5 separate regions of the Mus musculus genome follow, and regions 1, 2, 3 and 4 are each linked to region 5. A link is a contact called in public Hi-C, HiChIP or PLAC-seq and promoter capture Hi-C data. All regions are on one chromosome and are shown on one strand. The core of a region is the stretch at or near the end of the contact, and the rest is flanking DNA. Distances in the headings are between cores, read along the strand shown.

Evidence for each region. Promoter capture Hi-C pulls out the DNA fragments that hold promoters and counts their contacts. A called contact is a pair of places that touch in the nucleus more often than the background predicts. HiChIP or PLAC-seq counts read pairs in DNA pulled down with a chosen protein or histone mark.
Region 1: a promoter capture Hi-C map of 3T3-L1-derived adipocytes shows a contact between it and region 5, with 4 times the contacts expected there. The contact joins the enhancer-like site here to the promoter of Leprot in region 5. A contact is called at or near these places in 4 of 39 promoter capture datasets (3T3-L1-derived adipocytes, hippocampal neurons, liver and 1 more), 1 of 115 datasets of contacts at active chromatin or transcription factors (bone marrow-derived dendritic cells) and 1 of 9 other capture datasets (liver).
Region 2: a promoter capture Hi-C map of liver shows a contact between it and region 5, with 4 times the contacts expected there. The contact joins the enhancer-like site here to the promoter of Leprot in region 5. A contact is called at or near these places in 4 of 39 promoter capture datasets (hippocampal neurons, liver and pre-B cells), 1 of 15 datasets of contacts at CTCF or cohesin (large pre-B cells), 9 of 484 Hi-C or Micro-C datasets (CD4 T cells, Th1 cells, brain and 6 more), 5 of 115 datasets of contacts at active chromatin or transcription factors (the NIH/3T3 cell line, astrocytes, bone marrow-derived dendritic cells and 2 more) and 1 of 9 other capture datasets (liver).
Region 3: a Hi-C map of erythroblasts shows a contact between it and region 5, with 2.3 times the contacts expected there. The contact joins the enhancer-like site here to the promoter of Leprot in region 5. A contact is called at or near these places in 2 of 39 promoter capture datasets (hematopoietic stem and progenitor cells and liver), 2 of 484 Hi-C or Micro-C datasets (the G1E-ER4 cell line and erythroblasts) and 1 of 115 datasets of contacts at active chromatin or transcription factors (double positive thymocytes).
Region 4: an H3K27ac HiChIP or PLAC-seq map of embryonic stem cells shows a contact between it and region 5, with 2.8 times the contacts expected there. The contact joins the promoter of Raver2 here to the promoter of Leprot in region 5. A contact is called at or near these places in 1 of 484 Hi-C or Micro-C datasets (embryonic stem cells) and 1 of 115 datasets of contacts at active chromatin or transcription factors (embryonic stem cells).

The regions. Positions count from the first base shown.
Region 1 is chr4:102,623,745-102,626,444 of GRCm38.p6, reverse strand. No RefSeq gene overlaps it. Among named protein-coding and RNA genes, the nearest start is that of Gm52667, 56 kb to the right of the region's middle. Within about 2 kb of position 1,329, at least 104 of the 459 cell types and tissues checked have an H3K27ac peak or open chromatin away from gene starts, as enhancers often do. A contact at or near this core is called in 3T3-L1-derived adipocytes, bone marrow-derived dendritic cells and liver, where this site is marked.
Region 2 is chr4:102,645,879-102,648,578 of GRCm38.p6, reverse strand. No RefSeq gene overlaps it. Among named protein-coding and RNA genes, the nearest start is that of Gm52667, 78 kb to the right of the region's middle. Within about 2 kb of position 1,303, at least 34 of the 459 cell types and tissues checked have an H3K27ac peak or open chromatin away from gene starts, as enhancers often do. A contact at or near this core is called in bone marrow-derived dendritic cells, liver, pre-B cells and 1 more, where this site is marked.
Region 3 is chr4:100,992,737-100,995,436 of GRCm38.p6, reverse strand. It overlaps Cachd1 (cache domain containing 1), which reads right to left. Exons shown (of 27, transcript NM_198037.1): 24 at 2,547-2,700; 25 at 1,325-1,402; 26 at 601-702. Among named protein-coding and RNA genes, the nearest start is that of Raver2, 75 kb to the left of the region's middle. Within about 2 kb of position 1,331, at least 30 of the 459 cell types and tissues checked have an H3K27ac peak or open chromatin away from gene starts, as enhancers often do. A contact at or near this core is called in the G1E-ER4 cell line and erythroblasts, where this site is marked.
Region 4 is chr4:101,067,591-101,070,290 of GRCm38.p6, reverse strand. It overlaps Raver2 (ribonucleoprotein, PTB-binding 2), which reads right to left and starts at 1,253. Exons shown (of 12, transcript NM_183024.1): 1 at 962-1,253. The coding sequence starts at 1,177. Gm35956 (a long non-coding RNA gene) reads right to left here and starts at 954. Exons shown (of 2, transcript XR_867959.2): 1 at 1-954.
Region 5 is chr4:101,646,391-101,649,090 of GRCm38.p6, reverse strand. Leprot (leptin receptor overlapping transcript) reads right to left here and starts at 1,308. Exons shown (of 4, transcript NM_175036.4): 1 at 1,266-1,308. The coding sequence starts at 1,281.

The DNA.
Region 1 (2,700 bases), core at 80-2,579, 980 kb before region 5:
AATGATTGATCTGTGAACTTATATACTTATATATACATATATGCATATATGCATGCATACCATATGGCTAGATAGACATTGTATGTTATAAACCTGCATAATTGGGATTACAGTGTAAAGGGTTTAAGAAGCCCTATTCTAAACATATCGAGACCCCATAAGCTCCTCAAATTGTGTGGGCCCCTTCTCCTACAGGGCTGTGCTGTTCTCAGGCTCTTCATCCTGCCTTTCTTTACCCGTGGAACTTGAAACACCACAGAATGCCATTGAATGGTAACTTACATTGTTTGTGCATAGGCATTCATTGATTATTTAACTGATGCCATTGTTCCTCGATGTCATTTTCTCATCCTAGTCCCTGAACACAGTAGGCAGGCAGACTGTAAACACATGCAAAGATCCACGTCTTACAAACCTGAGCTACTATAGGAATCTACCAAATTACCAGCCTGCTTTATGCTTTAATCATTTAAAATGGGAGACCTGGTCAAGAAACAACATATTTGCTGGGTGTGGTGGCGCATGCCTTTAATCCCAGCACTCGGGAGGCAGAGGCAGGCGGATTTCGGAGTTTGAGGCCAGCCTGGTCTACAAAGTGAGTTCCAGGACAGCCAGGGCTATACAGAGAAACCCTGTCTCGAAAAACAAACAAAAACCAAAAAACAAAAAAACCAAGCAAAAGAAGAGAAGAGGGGAGGGGAGGGGAGGGGAGGGGAGGGGAGGGGAGGGGACGGGAGGGGACGGGAGGGGACGGGAGGGGAGGGGAGGGGAGGGGACGGGAGGGGACGGGAGGGGACGGGAGGGGACGGGAGGGGAGGGGAGGGGAGGGGAGGGGAAGGGAAGGGAAGGGAAGAGAAGAGAAGAGAAGAGAAGAGAAGAGAAGAGAAGAGAAGAGAAGAGAAAAGAAAAGAAAAGAAAAGAAAAGAAAAGAAAAGAAAAGAAGAGAAAACAACATATTTGTCAAATAAAATGGTGCAGATGAGATGACAGCCCTCCTCCCCCTGGAGGACACCTCACCATAGGCAAGCACAAGGGAGGTACACAGATGCATAAATCCTTTGAAGCTGGGCTGCTGGGCTCTTTTTCTGTTATGATAGGGAGCTGGAGTGCTGGCATCAGGCTGGGGCTTACACTCTAGTTCTCTGTCTCTGCTCAGCGTCATCATGTGGCCGAACACCTCTGCCTTTCAGTTCCCTCCTATGTTCTTCAAAATCTTCACCCACAGGAACACTGGCCGTTCTCAAAGCAAGCTTCTCTGACGTTGTCCTTTTGATCCTCAGAGTCACACTGCTCCAGAAAGGAGAAGTATCTGCCAAGTTGACCTCAGGACACGGGCTGAACCCTCCCAGCCCTATCCACACTGGGCCTCAATCCTTGTCAGAGCTGTGTGAGGCCATGAATCTCAAGTATCCACGAACCACAGAGTCTGAATTACTGCTCGAGAAGTCTCCTCTTCCTTCCTTCTGAGCACACGGCATCACTGGCAGGACAACAGAGCATTTCTAGAATCAAGTTTTATAATCAGTATCTGATCGTGGGGTGGGACCATGCTCTAAGTAATTCCCCCATTTTGACCCACTTAACACCCACAGTGCTTCATGGTGCATCTATTAGGTAGATTACAGTTATTTTTGTTGTTGTTACTGTTGTCAGAGGAAACAGATTCTGAGAGATTCGATCATCTGGTCAAAGTCACACAACAATCGGCTTCACAGTTTGCCCTATATTGCTCCCCAGTGTTGTCTCCTCACAAGGAATCTCAGGCAGTGAAGAAAGCATTGGCTTTGAAAGGAGAAAACGTCCTCGTTCTACATTCATGGGTGATATTGACCAACTTGGTTCTGACTTCTGTACAATGGGGGCAGTATGTTCCATCAGGATACGAGCCAAGTGTGGTGACGACTTTAAAACTCTTGTCCTTACTGGGCATGGGGCAAGCCCTTTCCTCTCTATGCCAGCCTCTGTGCTAGATAATCAAGCTTGAGCAATTTCTCTTCCTTTTATTGAAGAAATCTTTGGGTTTTCTTACCCACAGCCTGGGCAGGGGAAAGAGAACATTGGCTTTTGGCCAGTTCTTCTCAAACAAAAATGATTGATATTGCACCCACACAAACCTGGAAACTCCCAGGGGACAGCTGCATAGGCTCTGACCCAGCAGCAATTTCCCCTGAATTCTACAGAGTTTCAACACACCCGAGGCTCTTCAAGAGGAGGCCAAGCTTCCGGAAACAAAGGCCAGCATGAGGAAGGCCAGTCTACTCACTGAAAACACTGTCCACCTCAGAGAACAGGATTAGGCCCTGCCTTCTAGATGCCACCTAAGAACACCCTTGTACCCTACAACTTAGCATCACCCAATGTAGTAGTTTTCAAATAAAAACTTCTCTGACACTGTCTTTTTGATCCCCAGAATCACTCTAGAAAGGAGAAGTATACACTAATTTGACCTCAGGACATTGCCTAAGCACTCTGAGCCCTATCAACCCTGTGCCTCAACTCTTGTCAGCAAGAGACAATAGATTCTCTGTTCTTACTGAGAAGATGCACCACACTATTACATGTAGAACACCTAGGACAAAGCTCAGCCTTCAATAAGCCCTCTTTGCATGATAGTCATTATGGTAGTGGCTCTACTAGCCTAGGGACCAGGCCATATGCCCAAGACCACACAGCCACAAAATTGAGAGAGAGAGAGAGAGA
Region 2 (2,700 bases), core at 54-2,553, 1.0 Mb before region 5:
TACGATCTGTAGGTGAATGTCTTTACATAACAAAATCATTTAAAACTATTTCCCTACCCCATCTCTTCTATCTCCTTCTGACTTTCTGAAGGCCCCTTCCCTCCAAAATGTCTTCTCCCAGTTTTCACTTGTGTGTGTGTGTGTGTGTGGGTGTATGTATGTGTGCTTATGCACACGCACGTCCCACTGGTTTCATTAGAGTCACTTGTGTAAGCACAAGGGGGGAAGGCTATTTATAGATACGTGGGCCACTTTTCATTGGATGTACCACTGATACAAAATGACACCCGTCCTCCTGGAGCCATTAACTGCCAAAGGTTCCCCAAGAAGTAGGACCCTATGAAATCCTCTTCCCTCCAGGATTAAATGTTGAACATTTTCCTAATAATACCAATGCTACAGTTTATGAAAGCAATATATAATAAGTGTTTGATTGCTGCCCCATGACTCCTCCTCCCTCTGGGTACCCAGGCCTGTTGTGCATGCACCAAGTTGGCCTAGAGGGAGGAAAGCTTATCTGGGTGCTGGTGGGATCTCGAGTGGTAATGAATGCACGGGCAATAAGCACAACCAGAGCAGCTTTGTAGAACTGGTTCATTCATTTGAGGGGAGGGGAATTTGTATCCCTGGGGAGGTGGACAGGGTCTCTGGGGCAAGGGTTGTGTGGCTGAGTACCACTGGCCAAGACAGGGGTGTTGAAGATGTTTCATCTACAAACTCAGGGAATGTAGGATGTGTTTGTGGGGAAACCTCATAAGGTCAAACAAAAAGTGCAGCCTCCTAACTATTAGGGTAATAAATTCCTGCTAGGGTTGATGGTAGGATTTATGGCACCAGATTAGGAGGGGGAGGTAGCCAATTTCTGCCATTCTCACGTTTGTGATATCTGGGTTGAAGCTCCCTTGACCACTCTTCTGTAACCTGGGGCCATTATGGTCCCACATTTGACTTAAGCAAGTGCATTTTTATCCACAAAAGCACACGTTCAGGACTCTACTAGTATAGCTGGAAATTGGGAATTTTTTTTCTGCTATTGGTCTTCTTATGTCCTTCTACCCTCTGCTCTTTTCTTTGGATAAAATCACTAGGTTGCCGTGACATGTTCATATTATCATATAATGCCTGTGTTGCTGGACTTCAAAGCAGAAATAATGATTTTGTATTAAGAACATCATTCAAACTTAATATATACTTCATAAATAAACTAATGACTTGGTTTTGCTAACACTAAAGTGCTATCAGAGATCACATCAATGACCATAATCTTGCAGTGACTCTAAACACTAAGAGGATGTAAACTATTTCCTGACTTGAACTGTAAAAACGAACTTCCTCATTTCAATAGAAATGACACACTCTCAGTGACACCAAAATGTTTTTCAGTGTTTTTTTTTCCCCTGCCTTTTAGAGTTGGAAAGAATTCCAGAAGGTGTCTGGTTGCTATTGCTCTTTTACCCTGAAACACACTTACACCCACGTGATAGAATAGCTCCCTTAAATTTAACCCAGCAAACACTGGCAATATTGATCTTTCTCCTATCCAAGTATCACTAGTAGTGAATTTACCATCCTCAGTTAAGTCCCAGGAAAAATAAAATTATCTAACACTCTATTGAACCTGCTGATGAGATAAGGCAACAGAAGTGAATCTGTTCTAAAAATTGACTGGAGGAGGGGGTAGCAGTCATAATGAGAAAGGAGTATTACTGTCTGGATGGCTTAATCTCCAACTGCTCTGATCATTATGAAGTTTAAATAAGTAAGTAAGTAAGTAAGCAAGTAAATAGATAGATGATAGATAGATAGATAGATAGATAGATAGATAGATAAGATAGATAAGTGAGCCAACAGACCCAGGTATATCAGAGAGGATAGAAAAGGATTATTCAATATTAGAGATGAGGCATTAATGCCAAAAGGAAAGATTATTTGACTTTTAAGGAAATTTTTGGGCAGGAAGAAAAAACTCGGTTGATAGGATGTTTAGTTACTGCAGGAAAGACCCATATTAGCCAGGCTGGCCACAAGTCACAAGATCCTGAGTCAGAAGCAGGGATTGTTGAATATGGCTTCTTTTTCTTTTAAGACAGAGTCTTGCTATATAGCACTGGCTATGTAGCCGGTGCTGAGACAGCAGGCATGTGCCACCAGCCCCACTGTAGAATACAGAACTTAACGTGGCAATAGAGGAGGAGGAGGAGATGGTCACAGGGATATCAAGGTGTCATCAAAGCACCCACTGATGTGTGAGAAGCTTCTGACTGAAATGTGACTTTGAGCAGCCATAGAGAATCCTTCCTGTGTTTTACTTGCTACCGTGAGAACTATCCACTCCTGGAGACCTCCATAACTGACAGTGTCTCCTCCTTGAAGCTTCAAGAAGACTCACAATGCAGAAGAGCACTAGACTGACAGGAGACTTAAAACAAGGATTTGGCCACTGCCTTTGGGGGACAAATGATGCTCTCTGTGAGAAGGTTTCCTGTGCAGTGTGAGCAGATAGTCAGCATCCCTGGTCTCCTCCCAATGCAAGCTAGTAAACAGTTCCTTTGAGGTAGCATGGAAAGTGTCTGTATATACCATCAAATACTCAGAAAGAGGGAGAAAAGGGAAGGGGAGGGGAGGGGAAGAGGAAGGAGAAGAGGGAGAGGGGGAGGGGGAGGGAGAGGGAGAGGGGGAGGGGGAGGGGGAGGGAGAGGG
Region 3 (2,700 bases), core at 82-2,581, 650 kb after region 5:
CAGGCCTAAGCCATAATATGGTTGCTTAGCAACCAAACTGAACCTCTTAACCTTGAGCCAAAGGAATAATTCCTCCCTGAAGTTTTTTTCACCTGGTATTTGGTTACAGATATGAAATAAGTGTCAAAAAGGTCTCGATGAATTCAAGGCCAGCCTGGCCTACAAAGTGAATTCCAGGACAGCTAAGGCTATATAGAGAAGAAAAAAATTTACACTTATTTGTGTATGTGTGCCTGTACACTGTGGTGTGGGGCAGTCAGAGGTAACTTGGGGGAATCAGCTCTTTCCTTCTGTCATGTGGATTCCATGGATTGAACTCAGGTCATCAGGCATGGCTGCAAGAATCTCTACCCACTGAGCCATCTCACCAGCCCCCACCTTCTCGATGGAGAAAAACTTGAAAGCAATCTGTGTGGTCAGGGCCCTTTAGCTTGACACTTTTCTCAAACCATGTCATGCTTGGGTGTATCCTTTGGGGAAACTATGTCAAAATAAATTAGCTTACGAACAGAACAGGAGAAAGAGAGAGTCAGTCTGTGCCCGCCTCCCACAGCATAGCCCAGGCCTCTGGGAGCTCGAATGCCGGACACCAGATCTTACCATGATCACTTTCAGTTCCCGAGCGGCCCCAGTAGCGTCGCCTCCTTTCTGGACTGTGTACGTGTCGCTCCATGACTGCAGCTATGAACCGGGTGTTGCTGACTGTAGGACGTCACGGACAATTAATGTCATTCCTGTGCCAGTGCCTTCATTGTTCAACCCCCTTGCTCTGAGCATGCCCACTCACTCACGTGTTGGAAGGGTCAGTCTTTCAGAAGTTAGAATAAATAATTTTTAAAAGAATCCTAAGGATGGGGGTGGGGGAAGCTGGCTTAGGGCTGATGCAGGGAGGGGCGGTCAGCTGCTTATCTCCAGGCACCAGCAGGCTAACGTCTAGGCAGCGAAAGGCCATGGGAGTTCAACATCAACAGAAGTCTCTTTTAAGAAAGAAAGCACTTTTCCATTACTCTGAGATGTGTACACTAATTAGGGGACTAAAAAAATTTTTTCTAGAAAGTTCTCTTTCTAAAACAACATGTTGGAAAAGTCATGGGGCGAGAGGCTTTAGGTCAAAGAAAGTGTAAAAGATAACATCCCAAAAAAAAGAGATATTCTGAAACAAAGCAGAGACCCACACCTATTCCTAGTGAAAAGGGGAGGAAAAAAAAATCTACCATGTCAAAGCTTCTGAAATTTTAATACAAGCCAAAAGGACATAAGAAAGAATATTTATTTTGGATTAGCCTCCCGCTGACACACGAGGCAGGGGGTGGCAGATACTCACTGATGCCTCTGTCTTCATGACTGTCATCGTCTCTTTCATCTCTGTCATTCTCCAGGTTGGACATACGCACTGACATTTCTGTCCATCATTAGAAAGAGAGAAACATGACTATTTAATCAAACAAAACCATGGGCTTTAATACCCTGCTGAGTGATGGTTTGATGGCTAGGTGACAGCATTCCGTCAAGAATGAGTTCAGGGCAGAGGATGGAGGAGAGTGGTAGAAAGCTCTCCTCAAGTGTGCTGGGTTCTATCTCCAGCCCCTCAAATAAAATAAAATAAAATAAAATAAAATAAAATAAAATAAAATAAAATAAAATAATGAGCTTGCAAGAGAATGAACAGATGCCTCTGTCTGATACATGGGTGGGCAGAGACAAAGGAAGAACAAGAGAATAAGGGAAGAGCATCTAGAATAGTGTTCTGGAGAAAGAAGAAACGGGTGGAGGCCAGCTCATTGTTAATCTTCTATCAAGTGCTTAAGCAGAAGAAGTGGGTCTGAAGCGTTACTGGCTGAGCCGTGAAAAGGCTCCAGAGCTGCATACAGGTGCAAGGCCACACTGGATGCGGCCACCCTGAGTCTAGCCGATTCTCAGGTAGGTATACCTTTCTCTGTGGCTATGCTGTGTCAGGTCTGTCGTCATAGCAACACCTAACACCAACTTGTCACTAGTCCTACAAGCTGAGCTAAGTGGACAGGAAAACTGTGAGTTTCACAAAGGGCAGGCTGACATATCTCTGGGGACTTCGGGAAGGGTGGGAATGGCTTTGAGTACAGATGGCAGACTCAGATGGCAACAAGGTCACGAATATAGGCCAACTCTTTTTATAGTTTGCTTCGATGATTTATTCTGTTTGGAAAGATCTGATTATTCTAATGTACAGGAAGGCCATTGGATAGATTCAAATTCTTGCTCATAATGATCTGGAGGTCTCTGATTTGCTTGGGTTCAGACCTGCAAGGGCAGCATGCTGACACCCTGTGGGTCAGCACGCTAGCTGCCCAGTTCATGTAAGCCACGGAGTATGTGAGGGATGAGGATGCCGGCAGTATCTGGAAAGGGCCTGGTATTTTCTGGGTAATCAAAATGGGGCATGTGGAATTTAGGCACTAAATTAGAAAGCAGGCTTTGGGGACATCAGATGTCACGCTGCTCTACGATTTCTGAGAGGCCTATTCAAATCGCTGCTCAACAACCTCCAAGAGGCTTTCTGTACTCACCTTGAGCAGCAAGAGGTGACATGTGCTGGTGGCTGCGGCGATGGATCTGGTGGCGGTAAGCATACACGGCAAGGACCAGCACCATGATGCAGCCCATGATGCCTCCGGCCACAGGGCCCACCGGAGCACTCTTAATCATGTTTAGTGTGATCAC
Region 4 (2,700 bases), core at 4-2,503, 580 kb after region 5:
TTGGGAGTAATAAACACACACTCTCTCATGCATGCAGGACTGTTGCGCCGAGCCTGTGGTACACACCTGAAATCCTAGCACATGGTAGGTGGAGAAAGGAGGATCAGAAATTCAAGGCCTGCCTGGGGATACTTGGCACGCTGTCTCAAAGAAAGAAAGGAGAGGAAAAGAGGGAAAAACAGAGAGAAAAAAATGGGGAGGGCTATGAATGAGAATGAATGAATATGAATCCCGAGAAAATCCTTCAAATTCTCTAGCGCTCCTACAATAAGATTTTAACTTTCGCAATCAGGGAAAAAAAAAAAAAGAAGTTAAGTCGACTCGGGCTTTCTAATCCAAGAAGCAACAGTTAATCTGGATTAAAGACTGCGAGCTGCTTAGCTTTAAACTCCGCGCAAGCACAGAAACAAATCCTGCCATACTTGGTTTGGCAGAAGGCTGCAAGACTGCCGGCGCAGTATCAGCCTCTGCTCTCTGCGGCCTTAACAAGCGGAGCAAAGTTGTTTCATACAAACTTGGTCAAGTGCTTCTGCAGAAGAACTCGCCCAGCTTTCCCGTGACCCCGCCCCCGTGGCAATCCAAGTCCCCAACACCCTACGCGGGACCCCTTCCCTTCTCGAGGGGCTCCGGAAGCCAGCCCCCTAAATCTGAGCTCCTCAGCTCCCCACCACGCGCCTTCACCTTCAACACCGCCTTGGGCTGGAGGGAACACAAAGTACAGACCAGACGTGGCAGCATCCGCCCCAGAACCCCCTGACCTTGCACGAGCCGCTCCGCCTTGCCCAGCCTCAGTTTCCCAACACGCTGCTCTCGCTGGCTGCAGAAAGGCTTCGTCGAGGCAAAGGGCTCTGGGCTCGGTGCGCATACCTCCTTCTCTCCTAGGCGCCGGGACCATTACGGTCTCCTCCGGTTTTGCGGTGTCCCCAAACCCGCCCCGGTCACCCCGGCCCGGTGCCCATACCTGGGAGCTGCTGTCCTGGGGCAGGTTTTTCACTAGGATTTTCCGCCGGTTGCTCAGCTCCCGTCGCATCCGCTGCAGCCGTGCAGCCACCTCCTGGGGGTGCAGCGCAGCCACCTCCCCCGGGCGCAGCGCGGGCTCCGCGGCCTCCCCCGCCGTCCCAGCAGAGGGTCCGGATCCCGAGCCCGCGCCCCCCGCGCCGCCTCCCCGCGCCGCCATCTTCCCGGCGCCCCGCTGCAGACTCGGAGAGGCCGGAGCGAAGCGGGAGAGAAAGCGGAGAGGCCGCGCGGGGGCGAGGCGGGCCGGACGCGGAGCAAGGGCGCGCGGGCGGGGGAGGCGCCGCAGCCGCCGACGCGGGAGGGGCGGAGCCCGGAGACACGCCCTATCCAGCCACGCCCCCGACGCTCCGCCCCCTCCCCCTGCAGGACACCTGCGGAATCTAGGACGCGGTAACATGGTGGGACTCGAACCCCTACCAACACTACCCCTAGCTCGCCGCGCTCGGCCTCGCCTCTCAAATCCGAGGGCCTCAGGCGCCACTGCGCAGGCCAGAGAACTCCTGGCCTCAATTCTGACACATCAAGAAGTGCGCATTTGGCAAAGTTAAGTTTTCGATGAAAAATAACATATGAGATTTATCTAAAAATATTCTGGGGGAAGGTTTGGTATTATTTAGTAAGACCTGAGCATAACAAATTTTCCTGGTTGTGTATAAGAAATCATTATCTTTCATCGGTCCCTTTGCGGCCTAAGATGACAACCTGGCTAGTTGTATTTGCAACACAAATCAAAGCTGAAACAAAGACTAGGACAGCTTCGGCAGAAGGCAGGGGAATAAGTTCCTTGATTATTTGAATTGAAACTTGGAAGGAGACATACTGTGGAAAGATATACCTAGTTAAAGTGAGATCTACAAAATATAATAAATACCCTTCAACTCTCACCAGCTGTAATGACTATTAGCAAATAGGAACACACACCTTACTTAAGTGTGCCCCATGAAAATGCACAAAAAAAAAAAAAAAAAAAAAAAAGCCTGTTTAACCCAGCAAGTGATCTGTTAAAGGAAAATGCTTTAAATATCATGAAAGGGCTGGAGAGATGGCGTATCGCTTTAGGGCACTTGCTGCTCTTGCAGAGGACCACAGTACTAATTCGAGTACCCAAGTCAGATGGCTCACAACTACCTGTAACTCTGCCTCCAGCGGATCCAATGCACTTTTCTGGCTTCCAGAGAAACACACACACACATCAAATGAATAAAATCATAAATTCAGTACTGAGCAGGTGCCACCCACATATTTCTAAGTATGTTACAGTGCTTCCCTTTAAAAAAAATCCAATTAGGCAAAGCTTATTTTCTTCCCATTACACATGAAGAAATGGAAGCTGGTGTGATTAGGCTCAATGTTCTAAATATTATAAAAATAAGTCATCTGTAATCACTCTACCCCAAAATTACGGTTAATAGTCCTCAGACTGTTCTAGAATACTTACATCATTAACATGAGTGAGGGCGGTGCCCCAGTATTTACAACCCTATTCCCTAGACACAGAGAGAAGATCCAATAGGCCTATTACAGTCTGTACCCACAGTGGAATATTGTTCAGCTATAAAAGGAAGGCGAAGGCTGCCAAAAGGTAGGTGAACCTCCAGATCATTAGGTGAAAGAAGATAGAGACGACAGTCACTCACTGTGTGATTCTTCTCATCAGGTAAATCCACAGAGCAAAACCAAGAG
Region 5 (2,700 bases), core at 59-2,558:
GCAGCAGGGAGTTACAACTTAAAACATATCTTTTGGAGCAACATGATTCCCTCCACTATATTATCTCTATGTTCTCAACTGTCAGAGCACACATCATTTTCTTACACAGCAATATAATTATTTTCGGCAATCAACTCAGTCCAAACTTCTCACTTATCTTTTATCCCAAGTCTCCAGCATAGTTTCTCAATAACAGTTGAATTATGGGCAAAGTTTTACTTCCTTGTGCTCTTGTCTACTTCATAGCCTTTGTTCCTTTTCACTACATAGGCCCATAAATTACTGTTGCTACTTTGTACTTTCTGTCCAGGACTGAACACTCTGTAGTAGTGAGACACAATTTTACATGCTTTCTACACTGTCTTCAAATGGATACGTCATACAGTGGACATTGCCCAAGTAAACCATGTTTACTTTGATTTGAAATACAAAAGTCCCCCCAAAATGGTTAGCTATGTCTGTTACTAGTTGTGCACAGATAATGTACAGTGCATCCACATGAGTATACACTGTATCCATCTTACAGATGTTGGTGAGTGGGAAGGTCTTTGTGGATAGTTTTCAAAGAAAGGAAGTCCAACACAGAGATAAATTAAGTCTTCTCTGTGCGGATGACCAGAAATCCAAATACCAGGAAGCCTTCCAGTAACTTTGTCCCCACCCAACGCCCAAAGCTCTGCATTCACACAGATCAGGGTGATAATCTTTCGGTACCCTCCTTTCATCACCATTCAAGAACACAAACAGCACATACTGCTCTGTTCACAGACCAGTAAACACTCAAGAAAAGTCTTGTTAAAATCCCATCTAATTGCAGCCCCAAGGTTGCGTCGAATAGGGTATTTCTGGTTACTTTCCAAAGTGCCACACGCCCGAAATTATTCTGCCCAGCGAGAAAAACCGTAAGGGAACAACAGGACCAAGTTTCCAACACACATCCTGGACACAAAGGCTCCTCTGTAAGCCACAGGAAACTGCGGCGGGGCAGGAAGGTGAGGATGTGGGACCCTGATGTGACCTACGGAGAACTGAAAAGCCCAGGGGACCACTGTGGAACGTACAGCCCACGGGAGAAGCCCCCGCCTGGGAACTGACGGGCGTGGGCGTGGGCGCGAGCGTTTATAGGCTCCGCAAAACACCTCTGCCGCGCATTCGGGAGGCCGCGGTCTGCAGGAACTCGCACACCCGCACACAGGCTGCTCGCCATGCAGCCTGGAGCCAGGAGCGACCCCACCCACTAGCCGCGGGCGAGGGTCGCAGTGTACCTTTAACGCCCGCCATGTCTCTGGAGCTGGGGCTGTCGCTGCTTCCGGCTTTCTCCAAAAGCCGCCCACACCCAGACTAGCCAGGGCCGGCGCGCGAATCCAAAGCCCGGCCCGCCCCCTGACGGTATTGACTTCCTACCCAACCAACGGAGCCCCGCCCCTTCATTAGGCCCCGCCCCTGATTTTAGACTCCGCCCCATCCCGTGGCTTCCCGCCCCCAGAAGCCCAATCCCACCATCCATGCAGAACCTGATTCCTACTGGTTTAGAATTCTGCCAATTACAACCTCACACCCAATTATGCCAGATTCTGCCCTACAGGCACTCAGTATTTCCTATACTGGTTCTGATCCCTGCCACTCTGAGCTCCTCCTCTGCCGGGCCCGGTTCCGCTCGGCCCACAGTTCCGCCACTCTGGCACATAATCCTGCCTCCAGCTCATGGAGACCCTCCCCCAACGCCTTCCTCCACTTCGCGGACTCCGCCCCCAGTTGGCTGAGCTCAGTCCCTGCCAGCACGGATCCCAATCCGCCATGCAGAACTCCACCCCATTGGACTGATCCCGCCTCCGCCACTCATAGCTCGGACTCTACTGGTCCTACTTCCTGCCACTCAGAACTTCATTCCAGTAGTCTCCCAGTTTGTTCAGCACCGCCCCGCTGGCCGGGAACTCCGCTCCTAGTCTCAGCCCCCTCCCACTTTGATTACTTCAGAATAACTCCTTTATTTTAACTCTTCGGGGGATCCTGGATTCTGAGACATCTCAGCCCTGTTTCTCAATCTGGGGTCCATCCCTTCCTCACTGTCGTGACTTGGGGCCCAGGCTCTGCCTCAGGAGATTCTAGATGCTCACCATCACCCTGGCTGGCTGTTAGGAAACTTGCCTGAAAGGACTGGTGGAAAAAGTGGGGCACGGGATAAGGATGGGGAGAGGTTACCTTCCAGGACGACTCTTCCTGTGTGCCTGTGTGGTTTGTTTTGAGAGTGTGTGGCTGATATAGTAGAGATCGGGAGTGAGTGACAGCACCAGAAATCAGGATTAGAGATATCCCTATGTAAGATCTTTGACTTTTGTATAGATTTGCTTGCTTTGTAGCAAACTACATTAACATTTTGTGTAAACTACCGCGTCCGTCTATCCCCCTCATTCATTACAAACTCTGTGGGTCCGGATTTCTTTAGGTCCTTAAATAAACGCAGGCCTGCAAGTAACTAAGGCCAATTTTCACTCCTCCAGATCCATCTTATTCTTACCTTCTTCAGTGGAATCTTCCTTCATCTTAGAAACCATCCAGTAGTCCAAGTCCTCTACAGAAAGCAGTTCAGAAAGAATAGGAACTGAACCAAACAGCTCTTTAGACAAGGTTAGAAAGTCAAAACCCACGAAGTTCTAAACTTAAAAGGAAAATATGTATATACACATATATATGTATATA